Regions from separate parts of the Ovis aries genome. Here regions 1 and 3 are each linked to region 2. A link is a contact called in public Hi-C data. All regions are on one chromosome and are shown on one strand. The core of a region is the stretch at or near the end of the contact, and the rest is flanking DNA. Distances in the headings are between cores, read along the strand shown. Region 1 has its middle 41 kb from the start of LMO4. Region 2 has its middle 180 kb from the start of LMO4. Region 3 holds the start of LMO4 (LIM domain only 4).

Region 1 (2,700 bases), core at 32-2,531, 140 kb before region 2:
GATAAATTTCATAATTATTCAGCCCCTACCACTAACACCGAAATTCATCAGTCAAAGCAAATTAGCCGAGATTCATTAGAATAAGACATCTAGTAGGCACATGTACTTTATTAGCCTCTTACACCAATAGTTTTAATTAGGTACATATTTCACAGCTCTCGAGCTACTCCAGTGAAGGGCTGCCTTTATCTCTTTTATTTACAGTAACAAGCTATCAAACAAACACCACCATAATTAAACTTGGATATAAAAAAACTTGGTTTATTAATGGCAGCCTATTCGAGCCTTGGATTTCTGAAATCTGTACAAAACAGATATTTTTATTAATTAAATAAATACTATTCAATTAAACTGAAAAGATGAAGCGGTGCAGGAGGGGCCTTGAGCTCGAGTCAAGAGTGAGATTCTCTTCTTCCTTCCCGGCTGATGGTTTCCTCTAGCTCACCTTCAGCAGGGGGAAAAAAATCTCTTCATCAGATATTTTAGTGATGAGAAAAGTGATTAAAATCCAGAACATTTTAAAATTATTAATAAGGAATTTAAATGATGTTATAAAAAAGGGAAATACAGGAGAAAATGTTACACATTCATAGAATTTTGGCTCATGCATAATAAACAGTTGAAAACATTTTACTTATAATACCACTCAAATTAAAGAGGCAAGAAGCCATGCCACACGCTTTTATACGCGGGTGTCAATAAATGACAAATGGCGCCATCTGCTGGTCTTCCGGTTAAACACTTTCTATTCAGAGCCCAGTTGTCAGAGCCATCAGTTCTGAAAGTGAAAGTCGCTAAATCCTGCCCGACTCTTTGCGACTCCATGGACTATATAGCCCATGTAATTCTCCAGGCCAGAATACTGGAGTGGGTAGCCGTTCTCTTCTCCAAGGGATCTTCCCAACCCAGGGATCGAACCCAGGTCTCCCTCATCAGTTCTGAGGTTATCAAAAATAAAGGAAAGATAAAACTCCCTGTCTACAAATACTTCCCATATGGGTAGACAACGTATAACCCTATGAGAGAGGCAAAGTTTGAGCTTAATTCTGAAAGTTTCATCCAGAGGCTACAGGCAAGACAACAGGAGAGACTGCTAACCTTTCCGGTCTCTTAAGAGTCAACGCGAGTTGAGCTCTAACTGAGGTGAACACTAAAGAATCACAGTCAAATCCTCAAAAGGCACGGAGCGCGAAGAAAAACGGCAAAGTGCGCTCTCAGTTGAGGGACTAATGACGCCGACTGCCTGGGAACCCTGCGTTCCTGGATCACTCTGCGGGGAGAAGCACGGAACTTTGGAAAGGGACAACTGAGCTCTCTGGCTGACTCTGACTCCATCCATCAAGTCCTGCTCTGGAATATTGTTTCTTTGTTTCCGTTTCCACCTCGCTCTTACTTGTTTCTGGCCCTGTGCATAAATATGAAATTCCTCACTCTTCAGACCTCCCAGGGGCTGGTGTGAAACCAATAAAATAAAATCATTTTAATATAAATGAGCTGGATCGATTAACTAAACTAGTTTATACAAACCATTGAACAAAAATATATGTGGGACAACCTCTGAATAACTTCTTTTAAAATTCAAACTCTCAAAAAGAGAAGACCTATCCATAATCCCAGTTTCTGCAAGAAGTCTTCCCTCTCTTTAAGCTTGACCAACTAAATCAGTCCTTCGGAGGCCATCAATATTTGCCAATTGAAAATCTACATTTCCAGACACCACAGTCACGAGGACCTTTCTCCCGGGCCACATTTTGGAGTAAAATGTGAAATCCGACAATTTTTAAGACTCCTTTATTGTTGTTATAATATTGCTCACAAGAAACAGCAGAGAAAATAATTTACATTTTTATAGGAAATCGTTTAAAAGGTTATTGTGAATAAAAGTGTTATTAACAAAATTTGAGTAACTTTGTATTGCTTCTGCCCTTTCTGTGAGGTAGAACTCAGAAAGTTTCTTCCAATGGGACTGCTGTAAGAAGAGATTACCCCTGGTTCAGGCTGCCAGTTTATAAGGCAGGTTACTCACAATGTAGGGTTGATTGTGTGGGTGTAGGTGTGAATGAATTTCTTCAAGTCCATCTTCTTTGGGGCTTAAACGCCTGGGAAAATCGGAAGCAGCATGGAAAAACTTCCTGCTTGGGAGAATCAGCTACCTTGGAAATATTCCCTACTGTGAGTGAACAGTTCATTTTAATTCTGTGAGTTCCTTTCCAGGGCTCTGTCTTCCTTAGTGGCCCTATACCTACGATAGGAGTCCGTATCAATAGCCTCTGTTTTGTGGCCTTGGCCCTCTCTTCTTTTCTCAGCTCACTCTGGAGTCACAAATCTTTCACAGCCCTGGGGACTCCAAAGAACAAGTGTCTTTTCTGTTCAATAAACAAGATCCCTGCGTCCCTTGCTGGTACAGAATTTTAGCTTGAGGTCATGAAAAAGTTCTGAAGATAGCTAGTGGTAATGGTTGTACAACAATGTGCTATCCTTAATGCCACTGAATTGCATGCTTATAAAGGATTAAAATGGTGAATTTTATATATATTTTATCTCAGTTAAGAAACAAATACTCTTTCAGTAGCTGCCCATTGCTTTCTGGATCAAGTCTGAGCTTTTAAGTGTGCTCTAAAAGATTCTTTGGACCTTTCAACCCCAACCTATTTCTTCAACTTGTGCTGCCTTCTCTGTGTCACCCTGGAAGGACCGTCC
Region 2 (2,700 bases), core at 152-2,651:
AAAGAACAGTGGTTTCCTCACTCTCACAGTAAAGCCATGTCAAGCTATTCAACAGCTGGTTACAAAGTCAGAGAGTACAAGTGCTCAGCTTACTTTCTACCCACATCCCCATTTGATCCCAGTGGTTTGAAGGCAGAGGGCGTGGTTTCAAAGGGCACTTTGGGTCACTGGAAGAATAAGATGGACCCCTAGTAAAAGGAAGCAGTCGGCCAGGAAGGATGGATATTAGCAAACTAAACTGGATTTTGGTCGTTACTGTCAAGTGGTGTTACCACTTGTTTATTAAACCATGCTGACCGACCTGGTTATTTCTCATCTTCTAGATGAGAAAGAGAGGACGAGATGAGTGCCTTTTCCAATACAGTAGAATAGCTTCTGTCTCTCCTCACATTGTCTGCTTCCTGACCAGCCAGCGAGCTCCTGGAAGGTGAGACCATGATTCTAATACAAGACATTGCACCAGATATGATGAGTGCTTAGGAGATGCTGGTTGAATGAGTGAATTAATGGATATTCAAAATAGATCAGCTCTAAACATCACTCCCAATTCAAGCAGGCCTGCCACCCAAACATTTGGGCCCAGTTGAAAGATGTGGGCCATTTTCCTCTCTCATTCAGGTACTAAGAAAAGCATTGGGTTTTTCTTCAGTGTACCATCACCAAAAGGAACAGAAACGTGAAGCTTTAACAAAAAATTGGTCTTTGCAAAAATCATAGAGTTGGCTATAAGACTCTTGTTTGGGGATTGAATAGGAGTTCTAGCATTTCTATTAAGCATTATGATGCACAGAATGAATCAAGTATCTTATTGACAAAAGAAAATGGACATGTATTTGGATCGCCAAAGCTCTTTAATTAGGGCAATTTTTATTTTTTCTTTAAAATGTCTTAGCGAAGGCCTTAAACCACTGAAGGTTTTTTTTTTTCTTTCAAACATTTCAGACTCGTTGATCTCAAGACTCTCAAGGTTTCCCCAGCCCCACACTCTTCTCAGTGGTTAATCCCTCAGTGAGGGGAATCGAATTTTCTGTGGCTGTATCTAGGGTTAATGAGAAGGCAACCTTGATTTGAAGAAAAAGGCAGCAACAAACAAAAATTAAAGCTTGGTTGAACATTTGAGGTGGTTTCTCCTTTCTGGTTTTTCTGTTTTTTTGGATTTTTTCTTAAGTTCAAAAAAAACAAATCATAAGGCAGAAAACCCAGGGCTGGACCTTTCTGGCTTGTTCTAATGTTCAAAGGAATCATTTCCTTTTGCATAACATCTTCAACAAGGCCACACCTCTTTTGTTATCAGAGTGTTGTCAAGGGCAAGCCTGCTTGACTCTCATAAAGGCAATATAGTGCCCGACAGTGGGGCCCCAAAGTGTGTGGGGGCCTAGATCTACCTTACAAATGGGCTGCCAGGCCAGCCTCCAAAGAGGACACGACGGGCTCCAGGGACACCTAAGTAAGGTGCGTCTCTCCCCACCTTCTCCGCAGGCCTTGAGTTTCTTGGGGCCGGCAGGGTATCTCCTGCGGAGAGAGTTCAGCGGGCGGCAGGGGCACTCTGCAAGCTTATCCTGACCCCCAGTGGCCGGCCCTGTCATCGGACCTTCACCGGCTCCCACTCTCGCCGCCCCTTGGTTCCCTACCTAGCTAGATCCCAGGACCCAGGCACCAGGAGTTTTAATTGACAATTAAAACAAACTTCGGTTCTCACCAGAATCGACTGAGTGAAATTTCGCAACTGCAAGTTTCACAATTCAATTCCCTTGAAGCAAAACCAACAGTTTCCCTGAGGTTTCGCTCCACACCTCCCCATTTGTTGTTTAACTTCCCCCTCAAGTTTCCCTTCCCACGCAGCATTTTATTTGAGAGTCAGGCCTGGAAACGGTTTAATTATGTTCCTGGGGGTCCCCGCCTCGCGCCTGCCCCGGCGCTGAGTCAGCATCTCCGCGCAGCCAGGATGGGAAGGGAGCGCGCTCCCGGCCCAGGTCCGGAGTTGGGGTACTTATGGCTTCGGCTGTCCCGCCTGCCGGTCGAGCTGTTTCATTTCGTCAGCCACCGAAATCAAGCAACCTGAAATAAAGCTTCCGTGCCCGTGAATAGAATGGAGTCAGCAAACACTTCTGACCCTGGTGGTAGCGTTACCGGATTTAGCCGGCAAAAATACTGGGCGCCGGGGGAACAGATTTATACCGAAATCGTTGTTGTTTATCTGAAGTTCAAATTTAACTCGAGGTTGTCGTTTTTTTCTCAACCTCACCACATGAAGAAAAGAGAGGCTCTGCTTTATGGTTTTACAGATCAGCTTTGATCAGGCCCTTGGATCAGGCACCCACTCTTGGTGCCCCCTTAGAATAAAGTGAGGGTTTTGTGTTTTTTTTTTTAATCAGAAGGAAAATAGAGCATAGTTTGTTGGTTTGTTGGTTTGTTGGTTTTCTGGTGGCTACCCGCGAGGGTAGGCATTGGCCCATTTCTCAGATTTCAGTCCTTGACAGGATAGAAGTGACTGCATTCTAAATTGCTAGCTTGTACATGCTGACATGTAAAAATAGGTTGTTTTAAAAAAAGTTTTGCATTACTGTTATCTTCCTTAAAAAAATGCTATGGCCTTGGGAATACTGTATGTATCTGTTACCAACAGCTCTGAAAACCACTTCTGTAAAGCTTGTCAGTTAAACCAAATGTTAAATGGAAAAAATTTGGCGGGATTTAAAA
Region 3 (2,734 bases), core at 232-2,731, 180 kb before region 2:
TTTTTGTTACAATTTGCCCTAACCCAAATGAATCTGCATTTCCTGCCCTAGGTCTTTAAACAACCCCCGCCCCCCCCCCCCCTTTTTAATCGCTCCAAATTCCTTTTTAAAAGAGGAGAGGGAGGGAGGAGATTCCAAGCTCTTCCCCGCCCCCATCTTTGGTGAGAGGTAAATATATATGTATTTTTTTTAAAGGAAACACTACACTGAGAAAAGCATCCAGTAACCCCATTAGCTAAAGCTCTTAAGGACAAGCAATACCTTAATGCTGATTAAATCTAAAAGAGATGAATCAAGAGGACTGACCAGAAACTGACTCCCCTGATAACTAAGGACGGGCCCTCATCAAGTTTCATTTAGAGTTGGGGAAAAAAAAAGAAAGAAAGCTTTTAAGTTAAATAGGCTTATACTCTAGTAATTACATAGCCAAGCAATTTAGGTCCTGGGATAGTCAGTGAAATAGAAAGCAGAACTGGCAGCTAGAGGCAAAATCTGCCCCCCTTTAACAACGTCTCTGGTGTTTTTTAATGGAGACCAAGGGAGGGACAAACGTAGCGCTGGCAATTTGTAGTACAAAAATGGATGCTTAATTCATGTCTTGATTTTAATTAGGTGATTCACCGGATTTCTTCTGGATTGGAACAAAAGACTTATAAGCCAAGAGGAATTTTTTAAAAGAACCATCAATACCCAATCTTGCTCACTTAGATCCTTTCTGCCACTGTTTTAAAAATAGTGTGTGGGGGGTGGGGGGGGGTGGAGTGGAGGGTCGTGACTATTTCCCCCACACTACTTCTCAGACTTAAACCCTTATAGCACATCCAGCCTTTCCCTTCAGAACTGAAAATATACCCACCCACCCCCCTCCAAGGTCTCCAACAGACCCATCTCCAAGAAGAACCCTTTTGTAAGCAGGAACCGCTACAAAGCTGGCGGCCCGGGGCTGTCCTCCGTGCTAGCTCGCAGGCCGGCCTCGGTAGTTTCAGACTCGCGCATTATCTAAGCCGACGTATTGTTTACTTGCAATTTGGGACGGTCAAGGGAAGGAAGCCAAAGAAAACAGCCCCGGCCCAAATCGGCCCTCTCCTCTTTCTCCCCGCTCCCTGCCCGCGGCTCCCCAGCCGTCCCCTTACCTGCTTTTCCCCTATATTGCAATATTGCGAGGCGACGGCGGCGAAATGCGAGCGAAGCCGCTCGGCTTCCAAGGAAGGGGCGCCTCGGCTGGCGGAGCTGGAGGGAGGGGGGATGTTCTCGCAGAAGCAGGAAAGGGGAGGAGGGGGCTAAGGGCCGCTTTTTTTTTTTAACGCGCAGCTCTGAGGCTGGGTTGGGGGGCCCCGCGTAAGTGGCGGGCGGCGGGGAGCAGAAGTGTCAGTCTCGGTCCTCGCCGTTCTCCTCCGCCTCCGGCTCCGCGCGAGCAGCTGCAGGAGCCCTCGGCCCGCGCAGCGCGGCGCAGCGGCAGCAACTGCTGCAATCGCTGCTGCAAGTTTGGCAATGTGGCTTCACTTTGTATATTCCCCCGCCCGGCGGCCCCCGCCCCGCCCGCGCTCCTCCTCCTCCTCCTCCGCCTGCCTCCCTCCCGCGCGCCCGCCCGCTCGCTCGGGGCTGCTGGCGGCGGCAGCGGCTCGGCCGAGCTTCCTGCACCTCCAGCCGGGGAGCGGCCGCAGACACAACAGCCCCGGGAGCAGTGGCGGCGGCGGCCGGGGGGCGAGTGCTCCCGGGAGGCGGGGAGCTGTGGCCGGCGGGGCCCGGCGCGCCGGAGCCTGCGCCGCTGCCGGGGCTGCTGCTGCCCGGCTCGGAGGCGGCGGCGGCGGCGGCGCTGGCCTCTAGCCGGCTCGCTCGCTCCCTCCGCGGCTCTTACACATGTGTTACTGACAGAGCAAAATCCCAACTACTCCCCGGCTCTGCCGCCGACGTCAGCGACCCTCAGCCACTGGGCGGCCGGATTGTTCAGGCGGAATAATAAAACCTGCCAATCCGGGCAAGGACAAAGGGATGACTGAAACGAGACTCCGGGGGCGGGGGAGAGAGCCAGGCGGAGGAGCGGGCCGAGACTGGAGCGGGGAAGGGCCGGAATCAGGTGGGGAGAAGTCACCCAGGCGCCGCAACCCCGCCGGGGCGGTCCCCCGCGGCCCAGGAGGGCGAGTCGAGGCACCCGGGACCCACTTGCCCTCCGTGCGCGCGAGGTATCCCTGGGACCCGCCCCACTAGTCCCTCGGGGACAGCCCGCCCCTCGCGCCGAGAGGAGCCCTTTAGGAAAACTTACTTCACATCTGCCTTGGAAATGGGTCTCTGTTAGGGTAGAAAGGCTTTCCTGAGATCTCCGAGCTGTGGAGATCTGTGCTGTGTTTTTTGAGGTGTTGTTTTTGTTTTTTAAATTCACCATGTTAGAAATTTATGAACCTTAGTGGAAGTTTAATTCACAAGGTAGAAACAGGAACTCGGTAGTTCCGAAACACTGCCTGCTTACTTCCTCTTCTTCCCATCAATCCATATATAATCTAAGGGCCCAGTAGGCATTTCATAAGTATTGATCAACGTTGGTAAAAAAGATCACACAGTCTACTTTCAAAGTTCAGGAAAACTTTAGGGAAAAAACCCTTGCCCCTTGTATCCACCCCCATTGTAGAGGATGAGAAGCCAAATTTCTCTTAGCCCTCAGAGTGATGGAAGTTATCGCAGTATGAGAAATCCCACAGCCTCTGGAGAGTAAGAAAAGTTATTTCTAGTGTAAATC

What was found. Hi-C and Micro-C count contacts between places; a contact is called where the count stands out from the background.
Region 1: a contact with region 2 is called in a Hi-C map of omental adipose tissue, with 3 times the contacts expected there. The contact joins two enhancer-like sites. A contact is called at or near these places in 3 of 16 Hi-C or Micro-C datasets (hypothalamus, omental adipose tissue and tail adipose tissue).
Region 3: a Hi-C map of hypothalamus shows a contact between it and region 2, with 2.0 times the contacts expected there. The contact joins the promoter of LMO4 here to the enhancer-like site in region 2. A contact is called at or near these places in 3 of 16 Hi-C or Micro-C datasets (hypothalamus, skin fibroblasts and tail adipose tissue).

Annotation. Positions count from the first base shown.
Region 1 is chr1:64,398,957-64,401,656 of ARS-UI_Ramb_v3.0, reverse strand. No RefSeq gene overlaps it. Among named protein-coding and RNA genes, the nearest start is that of LMO4, 41 kb to the left of the region's middle. Within about 2 kb of position 1,281, at least 10 of the 54 cell types and tissues checked have an H3K27ac peak or open chromatin away from gene starts, as enhancers often do.
Region 2 is chr1:64,256,237-64,258,936 of ARS-UI_Ramb_v3.0, reverse strand. No RefSeq gene overlaps it. Among named protein-coding and RNA genes, the nearest start is that of LMO4, 180 kb to the left of the region's middle. Within about 2 kb of position 1,401, at least 15 of the 54 cell types and tissues checked have an H3K27ac peak or open chromatin away from gene starts, as enhancers often do. A contact at or near this core is called in hypothalamus, where this site is marked.
Region 3 is chr1:64,440,304-64,443,037 of ARS-UI_Ramb_v3.0, reverse strand. It overlaps LMO4 (LIM domain only 4), which reads right to left and starts at 1,481. Exons shown (of 4, transcript XM_060400647.1): 1 at 1,134-1,481.